Regions from separate parts of the Zea mays genome. Here region 2 is linked to region 1. The links are chromatin contacts, called in public Hi-C maps. All regions are on one chromosome and are shown on one strand. The core of a region is the stretch at or near the end of the contact, and the rest is flanking DNA. Distances in the headings are between cores, read along the strand shown.

Evidence for each region. Hi-C and Micro-C count contacts between places; a contact is called where the count stands out from the background.
Region 2: a contact with region 1 is called in a Hi-C map of leaf, with 5 times the contacts expected there. The contact joins the promoter of LOC100501706 here to the promoter of LOC103634608 in region 1. A contact is called at or near these places in 2 of 25 Hi-C or Micro-C datasets (leaf and tassel).

Annotation. Positions count from the first base shown.
Region 1 is chr1:54,083,357-54,086,199 of Zm-B73-REFERENCE-NAM-5.0, reverse strand. LOC103634608 (probable apyrase 1) reads left to right here and starts at 1,423. Exons shown (of 11, transcript XR_556803.4): 1 at 1,423-2,214.
Region 2 is chr1:54,270,590-54,273,432 of Zm-B73-REFERENCE-NAM-5.0, reverse strand. LOC100501706 (Endoglucanase 25) reads left to right here and starts at 1,434. Exons shown (of 6, transcript NM_001196379.1): 1 at 1,434-2,042; 2 at 2,532-2,839. The coding sequence starts at 1,661.

The DNA of each region.
Region 1 (2,843 bases), core at 174-2,673:
AACCAAACTGGACATGAAGACCACGAAGAAATAAAGAACAAAAACCATCACAAAGCGTCAGTCCTTATGCTAGTACTTTTCCTCACCGATGCATCAAACTTGTGCTGTTCACTAGATGTTCAGATTGTATGATGGAGGTTTCAAACTGAATTGGCTAAAGGTAGGGCATCAGACACGATCGTTGGACCGTTGGCCTAGACAACATCAAACTAAATAGAGACATTGTTCACTAGAGGGTCCATTGGTCAGTGTAAAGGACAGAGAGGCATTGAACCCTAGACTGTAGTATGATTGAGGTCTTCGAACTAGTATGACAGTACCTAGAAGTTCTTGGGGATCTAACTATAGGGTGTTAGACCGTGGAGATTATAGTTCAACGAGCACCAAACTATACTACATCGGATCAATGTATAACTAGCTATTGGGCTGCAACAACTAGAATAAAATGTCTAGACACGTGACATAATTTGAGGTGTCAGATCATGAGATTTGGTCCAACAGTAGGCCATCGAACTGTTTGAGATGAGCGACATTTTTTATGGCTAGTCTTGGTCTTAGAAGCTATATATACCCTCCCAACTGACCATTTAAGGAGTGTGGAAGATAAGGAAGACATCAATTGAGTTGAGACTCAAATACAATATCTCTAGACGTTAGATCACTGCCATTAGCATTTGCTATAGGTTTAGTTCTAGTAATTAGAAGTGAGGTTAGACACAAGTCTTACCCCTTGATGCTTGTGCACGTTATTGTAATAATTGTATAAGAGGGATTGTAAGTCTTGCGAGATTACACCATCTGTGTTTGTGGTGTGACCACTACTATATACTGGAGGAAACAATAACTACAACATTTCGGCAGGAAACTCAACAATGGAGACAACATGGAGCATCTAGAAGAGGCCATAACCGGAGCACCAATTACGTGTGAAGAAGGTCTGATGCGATTCATGAAGTCATCTGACTAGAAGGTTTGACCTTGTGTGAGCATTCCCTTTTATGGGGCTCCAACAAGTATCGAGGGAAAGCTTGCACACTTCTTAAAAATACATGTATATCAGTAGGAGTTTATATTCCTATCACACTTCAAGATTCCATATTTATATTATGTTACTTTGGTCATATGCTTTATTCTTTTAGCTTAGTTATAAACATGTATAATTCTTTATGGTAGAAATAACAACATTTAGTCAAAACAATAATTACACATATGATAATTTATTTATTGCATGTATTTTAACTAGGTGAAAAAATAGAAGCTATAGTTTAGAGAGAAATTAGATTACCCAATTCACCCTAACTTTTGTACGCCACCATTCATTTCCGTTAGGAAAATTATCGTGTCAACACTTATCTTTGTGTTGATTTGTAAATTTTTAGCACTAACTTGCATTTACTTCTTCATACTACTGGCTCAGACGGCGTGATGCAATTCGTCTCGCTGGCTCAGACGGCTGTCCTCCACAACGCGGCTCGGTTGCGACCACGGCGAAAGTCGCGTAGCCACTTCTCCGAATCGAGCCAAATTGGCTCATGCGCCACCAGCTCCTCCCTCTCCACCCCGATCGCAATGCCACTACGTGATCAACCCCAAAGGTCGCCGTGACCGTGCCGGAGAGATCTCGCGCTCCGGGCCCGTTACCGCGCAGCTGTGCTGTCGCAGGCCCACCCGTTCACCCACTCCGCCACGCTCTCGATAAGGCCGCCGCACGCGGCCGCACGCACCGACAAGCTGGAGCCGCCGCAGCAGGAGGCGGTGAAACCATCGCCGACCAACGGTCGCATCCGCTACCGTACGCCCTCGGCAGCCGATCTGCTCCCCGCTGACGATGTCGCGGCGGATGCCGCGGCAGCCACAGTGGTGGCCGCGAGGATGCGCCGCTACTCGGGCGCCGGAGCACGGCAGCAGCAGCAAACGGAGGCGGTGGCCGACCGCGTGCACCGGTACCGTCGGGTGCTGATGGTGTTGCTCTCGCCGGTACTCCTCATCTCGTTCGTGCTCCTTCTCATGCCGCGCGCGCCGGCCTCCGCCTCAGGGGGTGTGCTCCTCGCCGTTGGTGGTCGGAGGTGGGGACCCCGGGCCGTCGAGGACGGACTGAACAAGTATGCGGTCATATTTGACGCCGGCAGCTCTGGGAGCCGCGTGCACGTGTATTGCTTCGACGAAAACCTGGATCTAGTGCCCATAGGGAAGGAGATTGAGCTGTTCAAACAGGTGAATGGTTTAGGCTTTCCTCTTGTCCATTTAGTTTGAGTTGTACCTGCTGTGGTGTGGTGCGTTTGTTGGCTGGATATGTTCATTTTGTGGTCGGATGCAGAGGTATCCTGGAGTGGCCATAGCCCATAATGAGATTATTGATGCATCCTGTTTGGTCTTCTACTATATCAAGCCAAACTAATAGCACTGCAAATTCAGTAACACTAATTGGCCACTCTAACAACGAAAATCCAGTTATATCATGTATTGCCTAAATGTTGCTGTTGTTTGTTTTTTTGGCTATTCCAAAACTTTGGCGAGGCTCTTGAGAGTTCACAACCAAATAGTCCTGCACATATTTTGTGCAGAATTTGCAAAAGAATCCAGAAATCTGTATTGCATATATAATCACTTTGGGCCTGTTTAACAATGGTAAACTGCACGACTTAATGTTGATCTTTATATTTGTTTCCCATAAATTGTTGGAACAAAAACCTACCGTATCAAAATTTTCACAGCCAGAAGCCCAAAAGAATGTTGGCTGATGAAGTTACGCTACTATGTGGTTTTGTCTTTTGTATCAGGATATGATAAATTGCACACGTAGCAACCACTACCTGCTTATTACTGGAGGTGAGCCCTTGCCA
Region 2 (2,843 bases), core at 185-2,684, 190 kb before region 1:
ACCTAGAACTTTGCTTGAGTTTGAGTGTGCTAACAAGAATGAAGTAAGCACATATTTGTTTCTCAAAAACCTTGTATTTGTCTGCCTAAAATTAATAACTCGTCAACGTTTACAACACAATATATGAAGTGGCATTTCAGTGAGTAGATGTATCAACCTAAGTGTCATTATCTAGATGCCAAAACAAAAGGAGAAAGAGACTGACCATATCATAGCCTTTTAGTATTGTGCAAATACGGTGTTGAAGCCCACTATGGTCTAGTTCATTTTAAACTAGGAATAGGGCATTGGTGTGGTCATATGGTTGAGTATGATGAGATTGATTATATCATCTAAGAAAAACTTCAATTTGATATTGTGGCATGTAATGACTATTTTTAACACAATAGTAGAAATGTGATTGAGTGGATAAATTTTAGACATGAATACGAGAATACAATTAGACAAAAATAAGTAACACAATAAAAGTTAAAGTATGGATCTCAACTTGTCGACAATATCATTAAGTCCCCCAAAGAGAAACGTCGTCAAGCATGGGAATGAGAACCACTTCACCTGATACATCCAAGTACAAATGTGTAGTATGTTTAGGATTCAAAGACATGAGGTGGAAAAAGTCAAATACATCTCATAAAAACCTCATTGCTAGACTGTTTAATAAGTATTTGGACTATAATTATTTTGTGACCTTGTTTTATTGTAGACGGCCAACTTATTATATTTTCCTTGCAAGGAAAGAATGACATGATGATATTGTCACTAAGGTAGCGCATGCTAGGTTTGAAAGAAGGAATGCAGAGAAGGGTTTAGGGTTAGGGCCACCCTACCTTTGTCTTAGATCATGTGGGAAATTCTAGCCTAAGATTTAATAGGATTAATAGAATATTTATACCAATAAGATTCACATTTTTAAACCTATTTCGAAAGAATTTCTAGGTTAAACGTGCTTATCTTAGATATCTTAGAATCTAATAATACTTATTTAGTATAATAATAATAATTTATATAAGTTTGAAATAATTTATAATTTAGGGCCTGGTTGACTAAGAAAATATTGTATTATTTTATCTAAGTAAGAAAATACCACAGTAATTTATTGAAGAAGGAAGCCAACGACTCAGATTCTCAGACATTCAAGAAGGATCAGCTTTTATAAACAAATAAAAGTGATGCAGGATAGTCGGCCATCCTGAAGCATCTAAAACTCTGTCGAAACACCTGTAGATACTTGACAGCGATAAAACAAAGACTCGGCACCAAACAGGTGAGCACGAAACGTGCACTGATCGTCCCGGACGAGGAACCCAACATGCCATCACCACACTAGAGTACACTACTACAAAATCTCTCCGAAACAAGCCAGCAACCAAGTACAGCAGACATCCGTCCTATCCCACTCCTAGTCCCACCGCCACCTTCCCTCCCACCGCCACCATTCGGGCCGCCCTCTCTCCCAGTCGGCCAGTCCCAGCAAATCCCACTTCACCAGGCCTCAGCTCCAGCTCGCCTATCCCGGTATCCCCCCTCACCAGCGCCGCCGGAAGATCGCGCTGCGCCCGTCGTCTCACGAGGAGGCATCGACCGGCGCGGTGGCATTTAGGAGGAGGAAGGGGAGGCTGTACCTTGTTGACAGGGTCTTAGTTAGGCGGGGAGGGGCGAGATGAGCATGTACGGGAGGGACCCCTGGGGCGGGCCGCTGGAGATATGCCACGACTCGGCCACGGACGACGACCGCAGCCGGAACCTGGACATCGACCGGGGCGCGCTGTCGCGGACGCTCGACGAGACGCAGCAGAGCTGGCTGCTGGCGGGGCCCGGGGACCCGGGCCGCAAGAAGAAGAAGTACGTCGACATCGGTTGCCTCGTCGTCAGCCGCAAGCTCTTCGTCTGGACGCTCGGGGTGCTCCTCGCCGCCGCCGTATTCGCGGGGGTCGTGGCCGGGATCGCCAAGGCCATCCCCAGGCGCCACCGCCCGCCGCCGCCGCCCGACGACTACACCGTCGCGCTGCACAAGGCGCTCATGTTCTTCAATGGCCAGAGATGTGAGTAGTAACTCTGTTTCTTCTGTGGTTTTGCCATTGCGTGGGCGGAGTGTTGGAAAGATTGTTTTTTTAATGTGTCTGTGATGGCGATGCGTTAGAACTTAGAAATACTGAGGCCGTCTCAGCTGATTCGAGAAACTTACGTGCCAAAGATTGATTTCTAAGACAATTTTCTTTAATAGAATAGGAAATATCAGTTCAGTTTTCTGTGCTGTTTCTTCTGGTTTGTGGACAGCGAAGTATCAACATTTTTTGAATTCATCATTTTTCTAGTGAAGTGATTTGGAACGCCAGTTCAAAAGACGGTATTTAGGGCGCTTTTTTAGGGGAAAAGGCTATAGGAAACCTGCAGCGCGATTTTATTGAAACTTATTTAAGGCGCTCTTAGCTGAAAATCCAAGTTAGATGGTTAAGCTGCATTTTGAACAAGTGATTTCCGAATAAAAAAGTTACATTTCGTTGATATCTTCCTTGTTCAATTTGCTGCAGCCGGGAAGCTTCCGAAGCACAACAATATACCATGGCGTGGTAACTCTTGCATGAAGGACGGACTTTCTGATCCTGCAGTTCGGCGAAGCCTGGTCGGCGGGTACTATGATGCTGGCGACGCTGTCAAATTCAATTTCCCAGCTGCCTTCTCCATGACCCTCCTCAGCTGGAGCGTCATTGAGTACAGTGCTAAGTACGATGCTGCTGGGGAACTTGGCCATGTCCGTGACATTATCAAGTGGGGTTCAGATTACTTCTTGAAGACCTTTAATTCCACAGCCGATAGCATTGATCGTGTCGTTGCACAGGTAA